Linked DNA regions of Mus musculus: regions 1 and 2 are each linked to region 3. A link is a contact called in public HiChIP or PLAC-seq data. All regions are on one chromosome and are shown on one strand. Each heading gives the region's core, a stretch centred on a gene start, on an enhancer-like site or on the middle of the called end of the contact. The rest is flanking DNA. Distances are from core to core; before and after follow the strand shown.

Evidence for each region. HiChIP or PLAC-seq counts read pairs in DNA pulled down with a chosen protein or histone mark.
Region 1: a contact with region 3 is called in a FOXA1 HiChIP or PLAC-seq map of pancreatic cancer cells. The contact joins two enhancer-like sites. A contact is called at or near these places in 2 of 484 Hi-C or Micro-C datasets (both in embryonic stem cells) and 2 of 115 datasets of contacts at active chromatin or transcription factors (bone marrow-derived macrophages and pancreatic cancer cells).
Region 2: a contact with region 3 is called in a FOXA1 HiChIP or PLAC-seq map of pancreatic cancer cells. The contact joins two enhancer-like sites. A contact is called at or near these places in 2 of 484 Hi-C or Micro-C datasets (liver and pancreatic cancer cells), 3 of 115 datasets of contacts at active chromatin or transcription factors (embryonic stem cells and pancreatic cancer cells) and 1 of 9 other capture datasets (embryonic stem cells).

Annotation. Positions count from the first base shown.
Region 1 is chr2:168,516,698-168,519,682 of GRCm38.p6, forward strand. The region is part of intron 6 of Nfatc2 (nuclear factor of activated T cells, cytoplasmic, calcineurin dependent 2); the gene reads right to left. Among named protein-coding and RNA genes, the nearest start is that of Nfatc2, 72 kb to the right of the region's middle. Within about 2 kb of position 1,659, at least 92 of the 459 cell types and tissues checked have an H3K27ac peak or open chromatin away from gene starts, as enhancers often do. A contact at or near this core is called in pancreatic cancer cells, where this site is marked.
Region 2 is chr2:168,412,658-168,415,821 of GRCm38.p6, forward strand. All of the region lies in intron 1 of Gm33359 (a long non-coding RNA gene), which reads left to right. Among named protein-coding and RNA genes, the nearest start is that of Gm33359, 6.6 kb to the left of the region's middle. Within about 2 kb of position 1,599, at least 20 of the 459 cell types and tissues checked have an H3K27ac peak or open chromatin away from gene starts, as enhancers often do. A contact at or near this core is called in pancreatic cancer cells, where this site is marked.
Region 3 is chr2:168,113,860-168,116,658 of GRCm38.p6, forward strand. No RefSeq gene overlaps it. Among named protein-coding and RNA genes, the nearest start is that of Gm46787, 30 kb to the right of the region's middle. Within about 2 kb of position 1,267, at least 104 of the 459 cell types and tissues checked have an H3K27ac peak or open chromatin away from gene starts, as enhancers often do. A contact at or near this core is called in pancreatic cancer cells, where this site is marked.

The sequences.
Region 1 (2,985 bases), core at 409-2,908, 400 kb after region 3:
GCTGTGGAAGCCCTGGAGGCCGAGTGAGTGGCAATCCATGTTGCACAGAGGCTCTGTGAGCTCTGCCTCCCCCTGACCCCTTCTGCAGCCTCTGTCCTCAGAACCGAGCATCACATCGAGCGTCACATTGTCTATAGACAACTGCAGGCTGCAGGCACCAGGAGCCCTGGGAACCAGGAAACTGGGGTTTGGGGCCCTGCCCTTCACTGCTAAGTTCTGTCACCTCAAGGAAGTCTGTGGACTGCTGTGTGACTCAGCACCCCCATCCGTAGAGAGGGAAGGGAGCTGCCATCACTCCAGCTCTGCTGGGCCAGAACACCAGAAGTCTGAAGGATCTCCATGAGAAAGAGGTCCGCTGTGCCAGGAGGGTCACTTCTAGTAGCCAAGCAAGCAACGGGCCCTGCCTTGTAGACTCCATGTGGAGAGGTCAGAACTCCAGAGCACCCACTGTGTGCCTATACATGCAAGTCCTGATCTGTGTATGTTAAGACACCATTGCCCTCATTTTAGAGTTGGGGAAACTGAGTCCCCAGGTATACATCAGAGGACCGATTGGGGATTTTGATGGGCCTTCCAAAGCTACTGCCCTACAGGGCTGCAGGGCAGCTGGCTCACTAGGGCTGTTGGCACCAGGTCTTTTTTTCCCCTTTTTTTATTATGTGTTTTCCATTTTTGATGGTTTTGGACAGGGCATTATTATGGAGCGCAAGGGGGCCTAGAGCTTGCTTTGTAGCTAAGGGTGACCTTGATCTTCTGATCTTACTACCTCCATCTTCTAAGTAAGGGCAGGCATTACAGTTTGGCATCCAGTACGCTGCCCAGGTTAGCGATTAGCCAATGCTGGGGATAGAACCCAGGGCTTCATGTGTGCTAGGCCTCTACCAGCTCAGCCACATCCCAGTTCCCTCTTCCCAAGCGCTGGGGTGAGCGGCAGGCACCACCATGCCTGGCTCTGCCTATTCCTACGGATGCAAACACTCCAACTCAGGTTAACCAGGAAACTTCTTCCTGCGTGGCCAGGAATTTCCCAGAATTCCACAGGGACTGAGGATGAGCTGCGAGGACGTACTACCTCCGAGAAAGTGGCCTGGGAGTACGGTGGAGGTGGGAGAAGCGATGGCTTGAGAACCTCAGGAGACTGACCTGTGCGAAGAGGCTGGGGTACACATGCAGCTATCTGAAAATAGTGTGTTTTCTGTCTCCAGCGGGGTTTCAGAATGGCTGTCTGGCCTCTGTCTTTGGAGGCAGTTGAGAGAGGGTATGGCACCGGCCTCCAGTGAGTCACAGAGGGCAAAGGTCCCCTGAATCTTAGTCATGCCATTCAGCCTGGGGTCAATACTGTTCAGAGAAGTCCACCCCCCACCTCCAGACCCCAGGAAGCCACACCCCAGATGACAGAGAAGCAGGTGCAGGAGGGGGCGTTAGAAAGGTACCTCAGGTTCCCTCATCACGGGCACTCATGGAAGAATACTTGCTGAGCAAAAATGTTTCAAAATGTATTTTAAGCGCATACATGATTCTATTTATTAAACAAAGCCCAAAAGCGATATAGCCTTTGGGAACCTGGGAATAATAAAGTGAGTCACGGCTGCCCTCGGTGACTCATCGGTTAAAAGGGAATTCCACCACCCACGCCTCCTCTTGAAAAAAAAAAATCAATTTGCCTTCCCGACAGGTGATGGGAGCCTCTGCCATCAGACCGAGCCAAGAAAACCATCCAACAAAACAAGAAACCCGCTTCAAAAACTTTTAGTTGTAGAGCTGAGTAATTTGATGTGGGCCTGTGTCCAGTCTACGCCCCCGCGGGACACCGAGAGCCCGGGAGTGGCTTGGCCAGGGCTAGGGGCCTGAATTAAGAAGGACTTACCAGCTGAAGAATTCCAAAACCCTGTGTCACATGGAGGAACCTTCCAAAACACTGGATCACGCCAGCCTCGAGAGTCGCCTGGAGCCATGGCAACCCTGTCTCCTCAACCACACGGCTTGTGTTTTTGTGTCCTTAGATTTTTTCCTGTTTTGCAATGTTTTGCTGGGACCCCCGACTCTGCTCAGGGCCAGGGGCCAGGGGCCAGGGTTCCCAGCGAGGGCAGGAACAGCCTGGCCTCCCAGCCTGACCTTCCCTTGAAGGCTATGCATCTTTTATTTTGTAGAACACACAGGAACAGAACTATCCTCTTGACTTCTCTTTGACATGACAAGAGAAATCACTCCAGAGATCAGGAAAATGACATGCTGGGGTTCCAGATCTTTCCCCAGTTGGAGGGGCTAACCCAGGGTCTCTGGCTTGATAGCTTTGAACCTCAACTTATCTGTAAAATGGGGATAATACAGCCGCTTCTCATGGTGGGAGAGGCAATAAAGGGGGGAACACCGCTTTCCTTCAGCATGACACATGCACACTTAGTACGCACAGAGATAATTCTATAATTGTGAGTGCAGCAGCAAACAGTGTATCCCTGCTCCCAAGGAACCGACAGTCTAGTATGGGAACCAGAGGACCCAAGAGAGAGCAGACAGACAGGTGAAACACTGAGTGTCACCTGGAGAATAAAGCGTGGAAAAGGGACAGGCAAAAAGTGACATTGGGCTGGACAGTTGAGCCATGAGCCTTTGAACACGAACACCACTCAGGGAGAATGGCTTCCCAGTAAGAGGAGACACAGTATGCGAGGGAACAAGGGCAGAATGTTACAGAGCCAGCAGCACAAGCGAAGATCCTGGGGCAGGAAGGAGCACGGAGCATCTGAAGACAGAGCCAGGAGGGTTTCTCTGCAGCCGGGAAAGCCAGGGGGAGAGACGGTCAGCTGAGATCAGAGAGATGGGCAAAGGCCGAGTCTCACAGGTCCCTGCAGGTCCTACAAAGAATTAAAAATGGGACCGAAACTCACAATAATCCTTATTATAAATGCTGCTATAAATAGAACCGCACTTTCCAAAACACGGGGTTCTCCTAACTCAGGCACCCTGCAGCCCCCCGCCTTGCTG
Region 2 (3,164 bases), core at 349-2,848, 300 kb after region 3:
CATGCGTTGTCCAGGAGTGCTGTGGTCACATGATACCAGCACACTGTTAGCAGATGGGAGTAAAACTCCTCTGAGTGGTTCACACAAAAATTATTTGTCTAGTTGTGTAGCCCTGGAACTCACTATATAGACCAGAATGGCCTCGAAGACCTGGCTGCATTTGACTCTCTAGTGCTGGGTGCAACTACCTAGCCTACCACCTTGCCTGGCCAGAAAATACCTATTTTTTGTGTGTAAAAATTTTAAACTTTAAACGTTGAGCACCTAAATCCTCCAAAAGGTGTGTTGTGGGCTCTAAGTCATCAGTCGCCACTCAGACCTTCTCTTCTCTAAGTTTGTATTCATCGGCTTAGGGCAAACTGCTTATGGCTTTTGCCCTGGCGACCACCAGGGGGCCTGGTTGCTGCTCCTGCCTCTGGGGTTCTAGACGTTCATCTCTAGAAATGAGGTGTGAAGGCCACACATTCAAAGCACCCTCCTCTTTCCCCAAAGCCTTTGCTTCCCGTAAAGGTTCAATTCCATCCTATTAGAAGGCTTAGCAAGTCCTAATTACTGTATTTATAAAAATTACATACAATTAGAGTGGGCTTCAGGAACCAGGACAATTGTCCCCCAGAATGTGCACTGAAAAGCACACTTTTCAAAGGACAAAAAATGTTCCTAGGTATGGCAGTTCACGTGATATCCCCCAGAGCCATTTTATTTTTTTAAAAAAGGGGGGGCTGAATAGAAGTTGTTCCTGGGGCTTTTGTTCTGGTTTGAACTCAAACTGCTCCGTGAACAGCAGACTTTCTTTGTGAATTTTGGTTGTTGAGCCAAGGGTTGGAAAGCTAACGGTTTGCTGAGGGCCATGACACTCAGATTTCACACACCTGAGGGGAAGATGAGGTCATGGTTTGACAAGGATGGATTTGGAAACAAGAGGCCGTGGGAGCATTCCATCACGAGAGATAAATGGTGACCCCAGGGCCTTTGAGCAGGTGCCTAGGTTGGGGACCTATCAAACTAAGCATGGAGAAGTGACATGGGGTCCAGAAACCCCAGTCCTCAAACCCCAGGAGCCTACAGAACTTTCACCAGAACCAGCAAGAACCTTCCGCCTAAAGCTAAGCCCATGCTTACGTACAGGTGTCCCTCACCTCCCCCGCAAGCCCCAAGTGAGCCATTCCACAGGCCACTGGCTTGTGATGGGTCTCTCTAGATTTGGAACCCTCTAGGAGACACCTGTGGGTGTGCCTCTGAAGGTGATACCAGAAAGGCTTGGCTGAGGAGGAAGACCTCTTCACTGTGTATGTGGGCAGCACTTTGAGCTGGGGACTGAAGGTAAAAAGAGAGAAGAGAGAATGGGAGCCTACGGGGACCAGCCTTCATCTCTCTTCTTCCGGACTTTGGATACAATGTGGCTGCCTTGAGTTCCTGCTGAGGCCACCACAGACTCTGCCCTCAAACTGTAAACCTACCTTGACTTGCTTTTGTCTGGTATTTTGTCTCAGCACTGAGAAAAGCAACAACGTGTGCCTGGACCTGTGGTAGCCACTCACCCTGCCAGGCCTTTGTCTGGTTTCTGTCCTCTGCTGGGAACACCGTCACCCACTTGCCCATACCCCTGTGACTCATGCTTGGGTCATTTACCCAGCCATACACTCCCTGCAGAGCCCAGCGCCCTGTCCTCTGGACTCACACGGCAGGCAGTCGGTAGTTGCAGCTGCCCCTCGGACTGCAGGCCAGTGTCTTGTATCAGGCTCAGAGACCTGTGGCTTGGGGCTAGCTGTGTTCACTTTCTCCCCATTTCTCCAATGACGGGTATCAATAGTCCTTGTGGCAGGAAGCTGTGCACTTGCCATCCCACTACTCCTCTGCTTGATGGGGTGATTATCTGTGTATCACATACCCAGTACTCTCAGGCGGCAATTCCAACCAGGGGCAGGAGACCAGCACGGCTTTCTCTCATGGGGCACCAGCAGCGGAAGCGACACACCTTCCTTCCTTCGCTCACTCACTAGCTCTCTTGCTCACACATTTAACCACGGTTTTCACGCCTGAGAGATCATTCTTGATTTGGGGAATGAAGTCCCACAGAAATCCATGCCAAGAGCTGGGAATGTCCGCGTGCCTGTGGTCCAAGCACTTAGGCACGACAGGAAGTTGGTGCGTTTGAGGCCAGCCTGGGAGATACTGTGAGTTTGAGACTAACCTGGGATACATAAGGAGACCCCCATCTCAAGTAACAAAACCAAACAACGATCCTGTGCCCATGGAGTATCCTGTCAGGGGTTGTGGGGAATATTAGTAAGTAAAGCATACTGGGTTGGCAAGATGCCACAGTGGGTAAAGGTGCTTGCTGCCAATCCTGATGGCCTGAGTTCAGTTCCTGGGACCCATGTGTGGAAGAATCAACTCCCCCAAATTTCCTTCTGACTTCCACATGAATGCTGTGGCACACACAAAAGTGTGTGTGTGTGCCATAAATAAAAATGTAAAAATTAAAAAATAAAATCATAACATACAGATATGTAGTATGGAAGCTCTCAGAAAAGGAGAAACCTGCATTTAGGGGTGATTGTGGTGCAGGAGTGCTTGGGCTTCTGAAAGCATCGCCCGCAGTCGAAGGCTTGTTCTTGGTCACCTGTCAATGAGGATGCGCGAGGATGATCGACTGTGCGGAAGTGTGCGGTCCTTCCTGCAGGGGGCGCTGCCGAGCGCGGCTGCCCGACGCCTGACTCCCGGAAGAGGAGGTTCGGTGTCAGGCAGAACATGCCCTCTGCAGTCACATTCTGCCCACCCATCCCACCCACCCCCACCCCCGGGTTCTGAGCCTGGGTAATTCATCCTGAACCCTGAAAGATCTATTTCCTAGTTCCATTCATTCCTCAGTAGCAAGGGTTCATTTATTGCTTGGATTTAAGGCTGCTGTCTCTTTCTTTATTCCTCATTTGCAGGCACAGGCACTTCAATCTTTCCTTGGCCTTGTTTGCTCCAGGTTTCCCTGACATCTACTGCTATGTTCTAAAGCTCTCGGGTTCTTCTGTCCCCTGGTGCTGCCTCAACTATAAGATGATAATACCGTATGCCTCTCCCTCTGAAGGCTAGGTAAATAACGTTTGTACCTAAGACCACAGGCTTCACTATGTTGGTGCCAAAAAATGATGACATTTCATATGCAA
Region 3 (2,799 bases), core at 17-2,516:
TAGCTCCCACCACAGTGCCACCAACTGGAGAACAAAGTGTTCATGAGCCTGTGGGGGAGGGGACCCTTTGGTGATGTCGTCCCTCCTCCCTGTGGCTGCATGGAGCCCTTGCAGTTAACTGCCCATCCTCTATATGATCTTTTCTTTTCTTGTTTCCTTTTCTTTCCCCAAACAAGGTTTCTCTATATACTCCTGACTATCCTGGACTTGCTTTGTAGACAAGGCTAGCCCCAAACTTACAGAAATCCACCTGCCTCTGCCCCCTGAGTGCTGGGTTTAAATGTGTGTGCCACCATTCCTGGCTTCTACACACTCTCACTGATTAGCTATGAAGATGACCACAATGCTCAATCTCTCCAGGCCTGTTTCCACCTCCATTCAATGGAGACATTGCAGGGCTGATGTTCACGCTGGTGTGATGGGAACCCAGCAATCTGGGAATAGTGCCCGGCACACAGTGACACACACTTGGGCCACCAACGTGATGACACTTGCAGAGCCTAGAAGTGCCACAGCTGAGCAAGCCCAGAACCTGGCACAAGGGACTAACTCCAGTGTCATCCAAAACTCAAAGCTAAGGCCACATCCCACAGCAACTAACTCACAGTGTCAGGATTCCACCTGAACAAGGTCTGTAGCCAACAATTCCTGGGAATTACATGATGGAAGGAGAGAATGGACACCCTCCCCACACAAAAATGTCCTGATTTTCACACGTGTACGTACACACACACACTCCTCCCCTCCCCCAACAATACGTAAATCCAATGAAAGTTTAAATACACACATAAAAAAAGAATTTTCACTGTGTTCACAATTTGTGTGTTTCTCCTCTCTTTGAAATAGGATCATATATGTATCAAGGCCTCAAACTTGATATGTACCCTAGAACGTCCTTGAATCTCCGATTCTCCTGCCTCCACCTAAACCGGGGGCATAACTGTCCTGCACCACCGCAGGCAGGGCTTAGGCCTGGATGCTGAAAGGCAGATCGACCACTGTGTGCCATGAGGTGAAGCCCAAAGATGCGGGAATGGAAGGACGTGACCTGGGGCCCAGCTCAGGGTTCCCGGGAGTCTCCACGCTGGGCAGAGGCTGGGCAGGCACCCCCAACTCCCCCCTACACACACCCCACTTATCACCACCCCACCCCCACTCCCATCTCCAGGCCTTGCTGGGGCCCCGCCCCCACCCACAGAGACCTAGTCTAAAACCGGCTGCAGTTCTAAGACAGCTTGGGCGCCAGAGGGAGCTCCAAGGGACTGGACTGGCTTCTTCCCGCAGCTGGTTCAAACTGGTTTGGGCAGGGTGCGGCCTCTGCAGGCTGCATTCCAGGCCTCTGGCTAGCAGCGCATTCCAGGCCTTTCCAGGACCACTTGGGGTAGAACCTGGGGACCATAGCCTTGAGTCCTCTAAGAGGCTAGACCCTGTGCGAATTCAGCTCTTTGTTTAAAATCTTTCCTGCGGCCTTGGGCAGGGTCCTTGGCTTAGGACCTTCACCAGGTGAAGCCCTGAGTGGGGGTGTGTCAAAACCAATTAGTGACTGACTTGGTAGAAAAAGGGCAGGACAGCTCCCCATTTCTCCTGGGTCCCCAGTTCAAAAAGTGGGTTGGGACACGGGATTCCAGAAACACAGTGATTTCTGGCTTCCCAGATCCTTTAGAGTGTGACAACTTCTCCAGAAATTGACAATTTCCCTAAGCCTAGCCCGGGCTAACTTCAAACATACAGGTACCAGGGAATCACCTCAAACCTTGATCCTCCCGCCTCTCCCTCCCAAAAGTACTCTTAAAGTTTGGTTATAACGAACTTCAAAGAAACTGGCCTTCCAGATATCCAAACCTTTAGTGCACTCTCCCCAACTTCCTCTCTCACCCCCAAATTACCACCTTGCTGAATGAAACTTCAATCCAGTTCCCGCCTTTCCTAGGCCTCATGGCCAGGCTACAGCTGAACCAACGCAGTATAGGCAGCGCCTGGTGACCATGGGACACCCTGCCAAGCCTCAGCCCTCGCTCACCTCCCCTAGCCTTTCTTCTGGTTGTCCACCCAGTGGCTTTTGCCACTCAGTGCTGCTGGCCAACCAAGGCCAGCCTGGGCTCTTCCAGCAGTTCCCAGCCCTGGCAGGCTTGCTAGAGGGGGGTGGGGGTGGGGGTGACTCGTGAAAGAACTCAGAACTAGACATGTCATAGCTATGATGGATGAATGGATGGATGGATGGATGGCCATGTGTGGTCTCAGTGGATTCCCTTTCTAAGTGCCTGGTACCCAAGGCACTGCCAAGAATTTCCCAGAAGATGCTGGGCAGAGAGCTGGAGAGTCTGGATGGATGTGGAAAATCAGTCACACTTCCAGAAGTGGGGAGCCAGCAGCCCCAGGGCACGCAAAAGCCAGATGGAGCCAGTTTAGATTGCTCTGGAGGGTTGTCAGATAGAAGATGAACTCACACACACAGCAGGGAAGGATCAGGGTGGTGGGTATTTATTTCCAACCCTAAGACCAGCCCGTTTAAAAATAAACATAATATTTTAAAAGGCATCAGCTAGAAATTCAAAACTAGACTATGGTCTGGTCCTCTCCCCTTTGAGCTTCCCCGTTTGTATTGGAAGGAGGGCCTCCTCCTTGGCCCAGGCACTGCAGAATTTGGGTGAGCCTCCCAGCCTGGGTGTGTCAAATTTATCACCTATTCATTCATATTCATTCTCTCTCTCTCTCTCTCTCTCTCTCTCTCCCTTTGCCCCCCCCCGCACCCCCTGTCTTTCTTTTTGGGAGCCACTAAGTCTAGCCCACTCACTTCAC